Linked DNA regions of Mus musculus: region 1 is linked to region 2. The links are chromatin contacts, called in public HiChIP or PLAC-seq maps. All regions are on one chromosome and are shown on one strand. The core of a region is the stretch at or near the end of the contact, and the rest is flanking DNA. Distances in the headings are between cores, read along the strand shown.

What was found. HiChIP or PLAC-seq counts read pairs in DNA pulled down with a chosen protein or histone mark.
Region 1: an H3K27ac HiChIP or PLAC-seq map of trophoblast stem cells shows a contact between it and region 2, with 16 read pairs. The contact joins two enhancer-like sites. A contact is called at or near these places in 3 of 15 datasets of contacts at CTCF or cohesin (the NIH/3T3 cell line, large pre-B cells and pro-B cells), 5 of 484 Hi-C or Micro-C datasets (the G1E-ER4 cell line, bone marrow-derived macrophages, cortical neurons and 2 more), 25 of 115 datasets of contacts at active chromatin or transcription factors (the 230-238 cell line, CD4 single positive thymocytes, the NIH/3T3 cell line and 13 more) and 3 of 9 other capture datasets (adipose tissue, liver and pancreatic islet).

What each region holds. Positions count from the first base shown.
Region 1 is chr16:30,508,804-30,515,498 of GRCm38.p6, reverse strand. Tmem44 (transmembrane protein 44) reads left to right here. Exons shown (of 11, transcript NM_001384248.1): 11 at 677-3,644. The coding sequence ends at 784. Among named protein-coding and RNA genes, the nearest start is that of Gm52252, 8.0 kb to the left of the region's middle. Within about 2 kb of position 4,833, at least 403 of the 459 cell types and tissues checked have an H3K27ac peak or open chromatin away from gene starts, as enhancers often do. A contact at or near this core is called in trophoblast stem cells, where this site is marked.
Region 2 is chr16:30,327,731-30,335,048 of GRCm38.p6, reverse strand. Atp13a3 (ATPase type 13A3) reads left to right here. Exons shown (of 34, transcript NM_001128096.1): 29 at 1,122-1,290; 30 at 2,663-2,850; 31 at 6,005-6,093. Among named protein-coding and RNA genes, the nearest start is that of Gp5, 21 kb to the right of the region's middle. Within about 2 kb of position 3,633, at least 4 of the 459 cell types and tissues checked have an H3K27ac peak or open chromatin away from gene starts, as enhancers often do. A contact at or near this core is called in trophoblast stem cells, where this site is marked.

The DNA.
Region 1 (6,695 bases), core at 3,584-6,083, 180 kb before region 2:
AGCTGAGAGAAAAGCCTATGTGGGGGTAAAGGTGGAGCTCTGCTCTGCTCTTTAGGAACTTGTCATCTCCGGGAGGGCGAGGCAGATGTCTAAAGAGAGGCCAGAGCTGTCCGTATGCGGATGCGATGCGTGGTGTAGGCAATAACAAGTGAGGCGGAAGAGTTCAGTGGACTGAATCTCCAGAGCGTAAAGCTTGCTGCTGGAGGAGTCGTCCCCTTGGGCTGCAAAGAGAGCCAAGTTGGCCTGTTCTTGTCCAGGAGTGTTTCCAGGAGGAGATTTCAGAACAGAGATTGGTGAGGGAAGAGATGGGGGAGATGGAAAGGGAGGCGGAGTTACTCTGTTCAAGGTGGTTGTTCTGTCAGTCCTTGACTGAAAGCTAAGCTGTGTGGAGCGGAGATAACAGCGTGAGGGCAGGAGACTTAACTGAGTGCTACGACATTTGCCTCGCATGCTCAAAGTCCTGGGATCCATCCCCCACAACACTAAAGTTAATAAAGCTATATTCTCTCTCGAGATCCTAGCACACAGGCCTGGCTAGCTTGTGCTTACAGATTTTTTCTTGTGTTTTCTGGGGTCATAAGACCCAGGATTTGGGGCATTACTTGGGGATGGCTGGGCTATAAAAGTTGGAAAGGATCTGTCACAGCAAGATAGCTTTTCTGTCTTTTCTCCACAGTGGGACCCTGAAGATGTCAACCTTGAAAGGAAAAAGGACGGGGAACTCCTTAGAGTGCAGGTGCGCAGGGCCTCTTTGAGCCCCGTGGATTTGGCCTCTGATGACTAACATCTTCGGGAGCCAAGCCATCAGCTCGGAACTCAAAGTCGGGAGTCTGTCAGTGACTAGATGGGGACCAACCTATGAGGCCACCCAGGTCAGGAATGGAAGCTGCTACAGACACTCCTCAGGGAGTGAGGAGCCCTGACCTGTCACCTAGCATGGCTAGTCTACACCATAGCTCAAAATGGAGCTGGGGACCCTGGGGACAGATCTACACATGCCCAGTTCACAGAAGAGCCTGTTTGTAAAGATGAGCTTTCTTCCAAATGACAGGGGATCTAGTCCCACGCGATTCAAACATAAATATTGTTTGCTTAACAATGGGATCGAACTCACCAAGAGCTACCATTTGGACCTCAGCGGAATGCATTCTTCAAGACTCCCCTAAGCCCAGGTGGAAGAGTGGGTCCACCAGCTCGGAGACCTGGGTAGATGTACAGGAACTGGCTTCTGCCATCCAGTTAACAGATCGTTGGCAGGACAAAGGCAACTACCGCCTGCTCTGGAGCAGCAGGACTCCCTCCAGGCTGGCAAAATGTATGCTGAGGCTGGGTGACGGGGTCTCACGTGCTTTATCGGGTAGCAGAAAGCGTGCTTTGCATACGGACACAACTCGAAGTGCACTTCCATCCTTGGACAGGCGATTTGAGGATGATTTTAATAACGTGACCACGAGTGAGGGAATGAGTAAAGGGAATGAGGCCAGGCAGGAGCGAGCACTGGGGGTGAATAAATTTTGACCGAATGAGTTAAAACCGTCTCACGGTGGAGAACAGGAGTCAGCCTGAAGCCCAGCACAGAGGGCTGCCACGAGGGGACCTGGGAACAATGCCAAGGCATACAACTCTGCCCGCAGCTGGCCCATGACCCATCTGTGACTCAGCCGCAGCTGCCCAGTTTCTCCTGAGGGCAAGTCCCAACAGTGTGACGACTGGGGTGCCAGTGGAGATTGGTTGGTCATGCAGGTTTCTGCATGGTTCCTAAGCCCTTGGGTGACCTCTAAACTGGAATTCAAAGCCACTTTATCTGCTCTGGGCTCTCGGCTCTCTTGTGAGGTGGCTTGCTTAAGTCAGCTCTGCTCTGTCGTCTTACCCACTGAAACCACTGTGAGGAGTGGACCATGGGGGGATGTGGTGAAGTGGAACACTCCAGCCCGGAACATTCAAATCTAGAGGCAGGGAAGGGTGGAGATCTAGTCAAGGAAGGAGAAACCTGACGTGGCCGGCATGACTGGTGTGACATGGTTTTGTAAGGAGAGAGCTGGAAAAGAGCGGGCTGTGGAGGTTAGGGGGCTAGTGCTGAGCCCTGTAGCCAGGCAGGACACCAAAGCAGGAAGGTGACCGACTTGCTCACGCAGACTACAATTAGTGAGTTCCTCACCCCTGACTTTTCAAGAAGCAGAAATGTGGTCAAGGGTACAGAGTAAACATGAGACACGTGCTTCAAGTACGTTCCTTAAACAAACAAACAAACAAAACCAGGGACTGTAAGAGGCCAAGATAACCTCAAAATCATGGCCTTCCTACCTGGCAGCATTGCAAGTGCTGGGATTGCAGGCCCCAGCAGCCGTGCCCAGTCTTTCACTTTACAGATGAGGACACACGTTTAAATACAGTATCCAAAGTATCAGCCTCACAAGTAGAAGTGGCCATAATCCATGATAATGAAGGCCCTGCTTAAACTCCTGGAGTCTGAGGTATGTTACCTGCCAGAGACGTCTGGGTGATTTAAGGAGAGCTCTTGTTACTAAGTTGTCTTAAAAGTTTGCCTGGAGGGCTGCGGCTTAGCTGGGCGAATGCTTTCCTAACACGTGCAAGGCCCTGGCTTGCAGTGCAGCATAAGGGGTAGGATGATAGACACCCGGAGTCTGGGAAGTGGAGGCAGCAGGATTAGAAGTTCAAGGTCATCTATCTTTAGCTCTGTAGCAAAGGTTGGCATGAGATATATGAGACCCTGGAGGTGGGGGGAGAGAACAACTGTGCAGACCTTGAAGAACTAATCCCCTTAAATCCATCCAGTCACTCCAGGAAGAGGTCATGAGGACCATCTGATGATCTATGCACTGCTGTTACACTGAGAAATGAGTTACTAGTTTGGGAAGCTCTGGGTGGAGGAAGGGGCGTGGCTGGTCTCCTGTGCCGGGCCTGAATAAGTGTGCCGCCCTTTCCCTGCTGAGTCATGGTTTTCCCTGTCTTTAACAAGAAAGGCCAAGCCTAGTGGCTCACACTTTTTGGGAAGCTGGGACAGGAGGGCTTCCACAAGTTAAAGGTCAGCCTGGCTACTAAGACCCAGTCTCAAAAGACCCACAAACCAGGCTGGGTGTGGTGGCTCATTCCTTTAATACCAGTATCTGGGAGAGAGAGAGGCAGAAGGATCTCTGAGTTCAAGGCCAGCCTGGTGTACAGAGTTCCAGGTGAGTTCCAGGACAGCCAGGGCAACATAGTGAGACCCTGTCTCAAACAAAACAAAAAACAACCACCACTGAGCTGGGGATATAACTACAGGTCGATGGTAGAGCACTTCCCTAACATGCAGGAGCCCTTGGGTTCCATCCCCATCGTGAAAATAGACTTCCTTTTTTCTCTCATAACTATGCCAGTCAGCAGTTCACACGTAAGACTAACATCTCTACACACATCCAGAAAGACACGCTACATGAAGGTAAATTTCATATACACCTTGAAAATCTGTTTCAATTTATTTACTTATTATTATTTTTTAATTAATTGGTTGGTTGGTTCTCCTGAGCCTGGGTTTCTCTGTGTAGCCCTGACTGTCCTGGAACTTGTTCTATATGGCCTCGAGTACTGAGGTCCGCCTGCCTCTGCCTCCCAAGCGTCCTTGGATTAAAGGCGTTCGCCACCAATGCCTGGTTTATTTTTGTTGTTTTTAACAACTTGTGTATGTTGCGCCTGCACTTTCAGAGCGTGTATGGTGGTCCAAGTGACACTTGGCAGGTATCAGTTCTCTTTTTCTACCATGTGGGGTCTGGGCAGCAAGCAGCTTTACCACTCCTCCACCCCCCACCCACCCACACACAATCTGCTTACATTTTATTACCTGTTTGAGATAAATACTCTAGGGGTAAAATATAGCTGAGTGGATCAGCAATACTTAACACGCACAAGACCCCGGGTTCCATTTCTAGCATCAAAAAAGGAGCAGAACCTTCAGGACACTTCCCAAGTTCCCTGCGTGTTCTTTTTCCACTCCTTCACTTTTGCCTGGGCAGACACTTAACTCTCTTCCACCCTCTCATCTTTTTCTGCTTACAACAAGCCCAGAATTAAAAGGCCATCCATGGGCAGAGGGGGTTCTGCTTACAACAAACCCGGATGTGCTGAAGTGTTCAAAGCTCTTCCTTTAATTAGTGAGAGATGGTCTCTGACAAGTTCAAGACTGGTGCTAGCTCAACCGATCCAGAGAACGCCTAATAAGGAAGGCTGGTGGTCTGATGGCACCGGCCTGTGATCCCAGTTATTCCAGACCGAGACAGGAGGCTGGCTGGCAAGATCCTCGGGCTACAGAATAGCATCGGTCATTTTTGCAAAACTCGGTCTCAACGGTGCAATTTTTTTTTTTTTAAAGAAAAAAATCAAGTGGAATGGATGCTCAGAGGCAAAGCGCGTGGCTGAAACACGTCATGCTCTCATTTCTATCGCCAGAACCGAAGAATGTCTGCCTAATCTGCTTTCTTTTTGCCTTAAATCTGACAGCCAAATACGGCTCCAAACATTTGGGACTACGGTTTCTGAGCAGGGCAGGTCATTAAACTCCTAGGATCCTATTCCAGTCGCACGGGAACACTGCGGGCAGCGGCCGCCGTTGATGGCGGAGGCCGGGGCATTTCTTCGTACTCCGCAGGGTATGGCTAAGAGGCCGGTCTCTCCCTCCGAGTCGTTGCCCCCTCTTCTGACTCCGAAGCTCACCCTCGACGGCCCTGGGGGATAGCAAGTAGCGTTCTCCAGCAGCCGAGCCACACAAAGCTGGCCTGAGTCAGGATAACAACTCCATTTGGGGCACTTCCGGGATGCGGGGGAGGGGAAGCGGCCGGCGCATGCGCAACATGCAGCCACCCCCTGAGAGCAGCGCAGGCTCTGCCCGTTGGACCCTAGCTCCTGGCCTCCTCTGCCTGGGCACCTCTGACTTAAGTGTCTCCCCAGTGGGGGTCGGGGGAGGGAGGTGTTAAAAGATCGTTATAAGGCTATTGTGTATATTTGTGACTTAGATATAGTATAAGCAATATTCTGTGTGTTTGCGACTGACCAATAGCCCAAAGCTGCACTGCAAACCATTCTACCTAAGTGCATTCAACTTTTTTACAAGACAAAAATGCAGGTGCACGATTTAACTAAAGAAAATCAGATCGTGCCAAAGTTTATAAGGAAAACAACGGCGCTCTGCCCACACATCCGCAACTGCTTCACTTTCAGCTTCCTTTGTTTTGCCTCCAGCGACAGATTGCTCGTGCCTTTGCACAATGTCAAAATGTATTAACAGTAAATTCAAAAGCTACTTGGAAGTCTAGATTTCCCTTGGTAAGAGACAATCGGCAAACACAAGTTCTTTTATCTGGATCTTAATTGCTAATACTAACTCTCAGACCACACACCCATACCACCTTGTAATTGTATGAATATTGTCTGTCTGGGTTACACAACAGCTACAACCTGTGAAAGGAAGGGGGCAGAGTCAGAGGTTTTACTGGGGGCAGAGACAGATAGCTTTACAAATGCAGTTATGGCAGGTGATATATAGATGCTAAGATATATAAATATATAAGATATATAGTCTGGACGTTAGGCTAGAGACAGAGAGTCAAGCTGTAGGGTCACAGGGTACAGCCTCACTGCAGAGGCTCAGCTCAGAACTATGGAGTCAAGGTGAAGGCCCTGATCTGGACAGATGAGCAGATAGACTGACAATGGAAATTCTAGCAGTGGAGACTGAGCTGAGCGAGGACTCTGGGAACAGTAAACACTTGGGTGGCAGCTGAACAGTGGTGGTGCATACCTTGAACTCCGGAGGAAGAGTTAGTTCCTGGACAGCCAGGACTACGCAGGAATCCTGTGGCAGCCCTGGTAGAGAGGTGATTGGCATTGCCCGTGGGGTGTCCTTTTATGTAATCTGGGTGAGGGTGGTGCGTACTCGGTTGGTCTAGTGTGTTTCACAGTTACTGGGCCTGGTTTTCCAGATAAGGACGTCATTACACCCAAGTGTGATTCCTACACTCCTAACTTACTTTAACGTTGCAGAAGTGATGGGTTTTGACTTTTAGGACTAAGTTCTTAAGTCTGTGCCTTGTGGGTGTTGCCGGGCGCATGCTGGTGTTCTCGTGAACAGCAAGGCACAGAGTCACCCCTCCGAATGGAGCCCAACGATGTTTGGGCAAGTGGAGCTACACATGGCATGGCAAGGCTCAGCCTGGAAGCCACACTGTGGTGTGACCCAGAGCACAGCATCATCTCCACTCATGCACCTTACAGGCTAGCACAGCACGGCTTAGCTTCAAGCCCAGCGTCAACCTGCTTTCCAGCCACAACTGTCAAGGCTGTACAGATTGCCTCTAGCTTCCATTAAGCGCAGGTTGGGAGTCACAGTCGTTAGACAGGGACGTTGGAAAACAGACAAGTAGAAACAACCGGCTACGCATTCGGAATCGCTGTGGAGGCTTCGTACCAGGACCCTGGTTATTCCCAACTAGACCCCAGCTTCTGAGTTCCTAGGTCACATAAGACCTGAGCACCCTCTGACCATCATCAGCTTTTGGCCCAGCCTGGCAATCTCTGCTGCTCTGTCCCGAACTGGATGGTTTTCCTCCATCCTTCTCATCCTGCAAGTGTCCAGTACATGGAGCCTTTCCGTGCAAGCCAGGGGATCCTCTAAGGCCACAACCAAAACAGAAGCTCACAGACAC
Region 2 (7,318 bases), core at 2,384-4,883:
ACAATCCTGAACAATAAAGGAACTGTTGAAGGTGTCAACTATTTACCATCCTTGATGTCAGGTTATACTACAAAGCTATATTAACAACAGCTGAATGATAGTGATGTACAACAGACATGTTGGCCAGTGGGTGATAGTGCATGCCTTTAACTCGGGCTATGAATTTCTCAAGGGGTATTACAGTGCTAATGCTGTATGTGCCCTTGTAGATTCTTCCTGTACAGAGAAACAAGATGTTAGTTTTTACTAGTGTTGGTACTAGCATCAAAATAAATAATAGGCATATGGCTTCTTCAATTAATAGGAATTTACAAATCTGTCCATACTGGAAATAAATATCTGGGAAATAAGTAAAAGCTGTTGAAAGAACTTGCTAGCTAATATGAGGACTATTTCATTTGACCATGAAGAGATCCAGGTCTTCTTATTTATATTTTAGGAAGATAATTCTATGTGGAGAACTATCCTGTGCATTGTAAGGTACACAGATGATCCATTGTTTACTGCATGTCTTCAATACTGTCAAAATTCCAACTACTTGAAATAGAGCCCTTGCCATATCTTTCCTGGGGTGTTAAAATTACCTCTGATAAGAATTACTGAATTAAAAAAATGGCTTAGTAGACTAGTCAATGACTAAGCAAAGTTTATCAAAATTTTGTAACAGTTGATGATATCAAAAGATAAATTTAGAAATGTTATAATGGAAAACTTGGTAGATCCCATGTGCTATCAGTTGGACTAATTTTCCTTTGAGTTACTGTTGTGTTCATAGAGCTTCAGACATGCTAGTATATCATTTAACTGGGGCTTTTTTCTCTTTCATCTTTATGTTACATTATGTTATGACACAACATTACATGGTTTTGCTGGAATTACAGGTGTGCACTACTCCCACACATTGCTTTATAGTTACTAGTTTTACTGGTACTAAGATTTTCCATGAGTTTCAGTGGAAAGGTAACCGTTACTGGAGGCATTTTTGAAATTAGAATTCTGAAAATTCGTTTACTTTTATAGATTATTTTAAAATGTATGAAAATTCTCACTTCCAAGAGTATTTAATTATGTCTTAGTAAGAAATTTAGATACAATTTTTTGTCCTTTCCTTTCAAATATAGTGAGTTTAAATCCTGCCTGGAAAGAGCTTGTGGCACAGAGACCACCTTCAGGCCTTATATCTGGGGCGCTCCTCTTCTCCGTCTTGTCTCAGATTGTGATCTCCGTTGGATTTCAGTCGCTGGGTTTTTTCTGGGTCAAGCAGTATAAAGTGTGCGATCCAAATTCAGAGTGAGTTGGTCGATCCATTGTAACAATTGTATAAGGTGACTATAAAAAGATGAGCCTTGAAATGTGTATAGAACTTGCAGCTTTTTTAAACACCTCAATAATTTTGTCTTTTTGTCATGATGACTTCTGTCTTTAGGAAAGAGTGTCTTAATTTTCTGTTCATCAGTACCACAGCCAAGTTATAAGGAAAAGGGCTTCGTCTTACCTCTGGATTGAGAAACTCATACTGTCTTTTTTGACGGTAGTGTTTCTAGCAGATGTTTCTAGACATCACACATTGAGAGACCTATTCTGATATGCTCCCCATTTCTCCATTATTACATGAATGAATTAATCTACCCATGGGGGCAGAACTCCAATCACCTCTTAAGTTCTCACCCAGTCTCTGCTTTTGCCTCTCAATGAGGATTAAATTTGAGTATAAACTATAGAAGACCATAGTAGAAAGTATCTAGGCAAAGAACCTGAATTTGCTTCTGAGACTTGCTTATCTCTAAAATGAGAAAAATTAGCATCAGGGTTCAGGAAGACCCTGATATAGTATAATGCTTCTAGGTTTTCTATTTCCAAGTTGAAGAAACACTTTTATTAAACATCATTTTAAAACATCCTGAAAGAATGTTACGTATTTACATATGAAGTCTTCTACTGGTTACAAACTGTAATGAATTAAATAAATGTGGATAATTTTGTCAACTCTTCAGTTGTGAATATTTTAATTTGCTTGATTGAGATTATCATTAACATTTTTAGCAAATTAAAAAAAACAACATAGTTTTCTTAAATGTATATAGGCATTGCCCATGCAAAGGAATGGACAAAATTGTTTTGAATCTTAGTGTCCATTTATAGAGGTTTAACATCTGTGTTTGTTGCAGTAACATTACTAATTATGTATGCCCCACAGTACTGTATACTTAGAAAAGGAGGGCAAGCCCTGACTAGCAAACATTGAAGGTTATCTTGTTGTCAGGGCTTGGCTACATATTAGCACAAGTCATCCTACAGTATAACCCCAGAGAAGTATGAGCCCTAGGTAAAGAAGTACAGTCACATGCATTAAGTAAGATAGTGTATCCCCGGTTAGCATGGGGTAGGTAGTACTACATTAAAGACAGACTTGTGGTCTGTTTACATTCACTCTGCTAAAATTCCAAATATGTTTTAAAATTATTTGATTATAATTTTAACTGATTATAATCTATAGCTGAAGGGTAAAGAATAACCTTCTGTGTATCCTCTGTGTTGCTGCACCTTTTGCTATGAATAGCATTTTACTTCTTTGTATTGTAATGATTTAAGGCATCTAAAATAACATTGGCCCCTTGGGAATATGCTGCTGTGTTCTTAATGGGATCTTTGTGTGTTCCAGTGTTTGTAATACAACAAGAAGCGCATGTTGGAACTCGTCACACTTATACAATGGGACTGAACTCGATTCGTGTAAAATACAAAATTATGAAAATACCACAGTATTTTTTATCTCCAGTTTCCAGTACCTCACAGTGGCGGTTGCCTTTTCAAAAGGAAAACCATTCAGGCAGCCTTGCTACAAGAATTGTAAGTGTGACATCATGATTTCCACCTTTCTCTTCCTTTACAACATTACAGAAAAGAAACCTGATCTTGGCAACATGCCAGCAATCCTACTTAGCCACATACATAGCCAGACCCTTCTCAAAAACAAAACTTAAGGGAAAAAAAAAAAAGGAATAAGTGAATTTAACTGGCAATTCTTTCATGGAGAGGCAGGTGTTTAATGTTTGGAATATTTACTGTCTTGTCACTTTCATGACCATTCCCACTCTTACGTTTAGATGATTCTGGTTTTCATAGCCTGTTACTTTGGGCCCCTTTTCTTTCTTTGAGTGAGTCCAGAGAATTGGGATTGGAAGCAGGGACCTGTAGGAGGCTCTGGGGAGACAGTAGGTGTGCTTTCCTCTTGAGTGTTCTTCACAGTATAGCTGCCTTACCCCTTACACTGTTGTCAAGGTCAGGGTCTGTAGAATTTCTAATTTTAATCACTTTTGCTCCCCATTGCAGAAGTGACCAACAGATTAGAGTTCTGTGTCTCTCTATGGGTTTCAATACAAATATCCAAAATTTTAGCTTTATAGACAAAACTTGGTTCGACATGTAAGTTGCTAGCTTTTGAAAGTAGAAATGGGAACAGTGAAATGGCTCTGAAGGCCACCTGTCCTGCCAGAAAAGCTTGACCTGAGTTCAGTCCTTAGAACATGTAAGTAAAACTGCAAAAAGAGACTGAGCTACATACACACAGATGCCTGTGACTTCCACATATATCCATGGTGTGTGTGCCAGTTGACACACAGTAATAATAATTTTAAAAATTGAAAACATTAGTTGATAATGGCTTTTGCAGTGTCATGGAGGAAGTGACAAGTGTTTGTGTGTAGCTGTGAAGAAATGTCATTGTTGAAGTCAAATGCCAGGACTAGATTTTAGACATCAGATGAGTAATACTCATTGGAATCTCATTCTCATTCTGGATTTGAGAAGCATTTCCACATGCATGGGTCCTCTCTGACCATATGCGCATGTGTGAACAGGTTAACATCGAAATAGGTCTTACTGGTAATTTTTCTGTTTTAGATATTTATGAACATTCATGTTACTTTGTAACTGTAACTGTTACGGAGATCTACTAGAAGCACGCCATGCTGCTTAGAACACTTTATAATATAACTAATGCTAACGTACTGAAAAGGTGAACCTTTTTGGAGGGGGTGAGTGGAGGCAATATTAGGGCTTAAACCCTAGGGACTCCCACCACAAGCTAGGTACCTATCATTGAACTATATCCCCAAGTCTCCTCGCTGTGGTGTAGCTTATGTAGGTTAGGCTGTGTAACTGAGCTTACTCGGAGCTTGTGCTAGGACTGCAGATGTTTGCAATCCTAGCACACATGTAACACTAGGGAGCTACCCTGGGCATAACACTTGCTGGGTAAAGCACTCTTGCAACTGAGCCACATCCCCAGCCCTTCCTTACTTAACTTTTCTTCTTTTTAATTAATATTATATGTGGAAGATAGATGACACCTTTTGGAGTCAGCTCTCTTCCATCTTTTACATGAGAGTCAGATTAGACTCAGGTCACCAGGCTTTGCAGCAAATGCCTTTACTCGCTACTTTTCCTTAGCAGATTTTGTACTTATAATTCTCCTGCCTCATTCTCCTGAATTTTGAGATTGAAGATAGAGTGCTGTGTCCAGAAACAATAGTTTTCTTTTCTTTTTTCTCTATTTTGATTTTCTCTATAGTTATGAAGAAACCTAGCCCCCAGGTTGGTATCAAATTAGGAAAATTAGCTGTAGTGATCTAAGAATACATTCTACCCTATCTATACTTACACTTTCGTGAGTGAGTGAGTGAGTGAGTGAGTGAGTGAGTGAGTGAGTGACACGTCAAGCAGGGACAGTTGTAGGGGTGAACTCAGGAATGTACAGATTTCCAGGCAAGTACTCTACCATAGAGCCATACCTAGGTTTGTTTTTGTTTTGTTTTGGCAGAGCTGGGTTTAAAAGTGTGTGCCCCCAACCCCGCCACCACCTTGCTCAGTTTTAAGCTACTTGTTTTAAAAGTACATCTTTTACATGATTGGGAGACTTCAAATTTATCTTCTCATTTAGTTTTCAGTTGATTCAAATAAGCACTTTATTGTTGACAGTGGCACTGATTTAAGTATACTAAACTATTTCAGCAGAGATATCATAAAAACACTTTATTTCCTGTAAGCTTTGTTCCTGCAGAGGGTATAGAGGAACCAATATAGTTGGCCATATATTTCTGCTAGTTTCTCTGTTTTCCTGTTAGTACTATAGATTGCCAGTGAAAGTCTTAGAACAGTTCTTTGCTAAGGCTATTCAGTTGTTCTCTAGATCTAATCAGTGTAATATATTATTATACTTAATTTGAGATTTTTGTCTGTACTGTTATTAATATTTGTCTTGGGTGTAGAGGCAATCTTTCTAGAGTGATATTCGCTTCTAAAATTAAACCTACTATCAGTGTAGCTTCAGTTTTCAACCTTAGTTGTTATATATGCATAATTGTGTTTGTGCTTCCATTTCAAGTATCATGATGGTTCACACTTAAGTCTCAGCTATCATTTCTCACCAGACTTTGCTTCTTTGTTTGAGGCAGGGATCTGTAGCTGAGGGGGGCATTGACCCTCTGATCTTTTACCTCCAAAGTTGTGGCTTTGAAGCTGTTACCACTATGCCTGGTAGTTTCAGTTTTGTCACAGAAACTGGTTGGATTTTTTGGTCCTTGTGGAATTTGGTTTGTTTGTTTGTTTGTAAAATCCAACTTCTGTCTTTGCCTGTGAAGATGTTATTACTAAATTTAGTGGTCAGAGTTTCGCTATGTGTTCCTGGCTAGCCTGGAACTCAAGATCTGTCCACATCTGGAATGCTGGGATTAAAGCATATGCCACCATTATCTGACATATATTTAAGGTTGAAGGGAATAGATTTAAATGTATCTAATAAATCTGGAGGCGGAAGAGGAGGAGGCTATGCAGGATGTCTTATACTGTAGGTAATAACAGTATATGCTTTTTATATTTCATGAACTTAAATAGAGGTATTCAAACCAAATTGTATGTTTGAAGTATTTGTATGCTTCTTGGTGTTTGGCACTTTTTAATTTAAGGGAAATGCCTAATTTTATTGTTTGCTTTTCTTTTCCAGATTTTTTTGTTATATCTGTGATTATTTTGTATGTTTTCATATTATTCATCATGTTGCATCCAGTTGCCTCTGTTGACCAGGTTCTTGAGGTAAGGCTAAGCACTTCATTCATTACTTGTCATGGTTGATGGGAACTGGGAAACAGTAGTAAGACATTGATAGAAAGAAAGTCATTATTAGTATCATGTGGAGTGTAGACAGCTAAATAAAGATTAAATAAACTACCTTTATTTTTTCCAGTATTGCTTCTTTCCCTATATCTAATATATAGTTGTATTTACCAAAAGACACTCTAAAAGAATGGGCATAGTTAAAGTAGATTTTATTGATTGATTATACCTGTGCAGTTCATTGACCCATCCTTTCCCATGTGTCTTCTGTGGTACATCTGTGATGTATCAGTTCCCAAGTGTGGACTTTGTGACTTTCATCCTGTTGGGAGCTTTATATTTTGTGTTTTGAGTTCTCTTTTATCTTTTTTCTTTGGTAGTATCAGATTGTCCAAATTATTATGACTTTGTTAGGAGTCTTTATGTATTTCAGATCAGGACTTATGCTGCAGCCTCTTGTTGAATCATCAAGATAGTTTTATCTATTGGGTATTTCTTTTTAAATTTTAGATTGGGCTTGTTGGGACCCAGGAAAAGCACTTAGGGTTAGAGTTGAAATGCTCAATAAATTCAGAATACAATCAGTTCCCTTTTCTGTGAGCAATACCTGTTTTTCATGTTGTGTTAGTTACTTCTCTCGTTCCCATGAATAACTGATGAGGAAAGACTTATTTTGGTGCACTGCTGAGAGATACTGTCTTGTCAGGGTAGGTGATGAGTACTAGTAGAAGTTTGAGGCAGTTGGTCACATTGCATTGGCAGTCAGGAAGCAGAGAGAGGCTCTGTGCTGACTGCTTTGGACACTGGCCAAAGAAGTTTCTTGGACCAAGATTGAGAGCAGCCCTATTCAGTGGAAATAGACATATTTAGAAGGCTCACATCCATTTATTCAAAACAGTAGGATTAAATTCCCCCTAGGGATTGTGACCTGGCCAAGCCATGGACCAGGTTTACAGCCATCAAGTTTGCAGTGAGATCTGCCCTATAGAGTAAGCCTGAAATCTACTCAGAGTAGTTGGTTACCCCAAAACCTTTGTGTACTAACTAGTACATAAATCTTTGCATTCCAGGTCCACTGCTGAATTTTCAGATCAGTTTCAGCTTGATTTCTTTGTGTTAAAATTGAAGTGTTGTATCTTCAGCAGTTGAGTCTTCTAGCTGTGGTGAATGAGCAGTGGTTGTAGTCTGTGTTGGTGGAGGGACC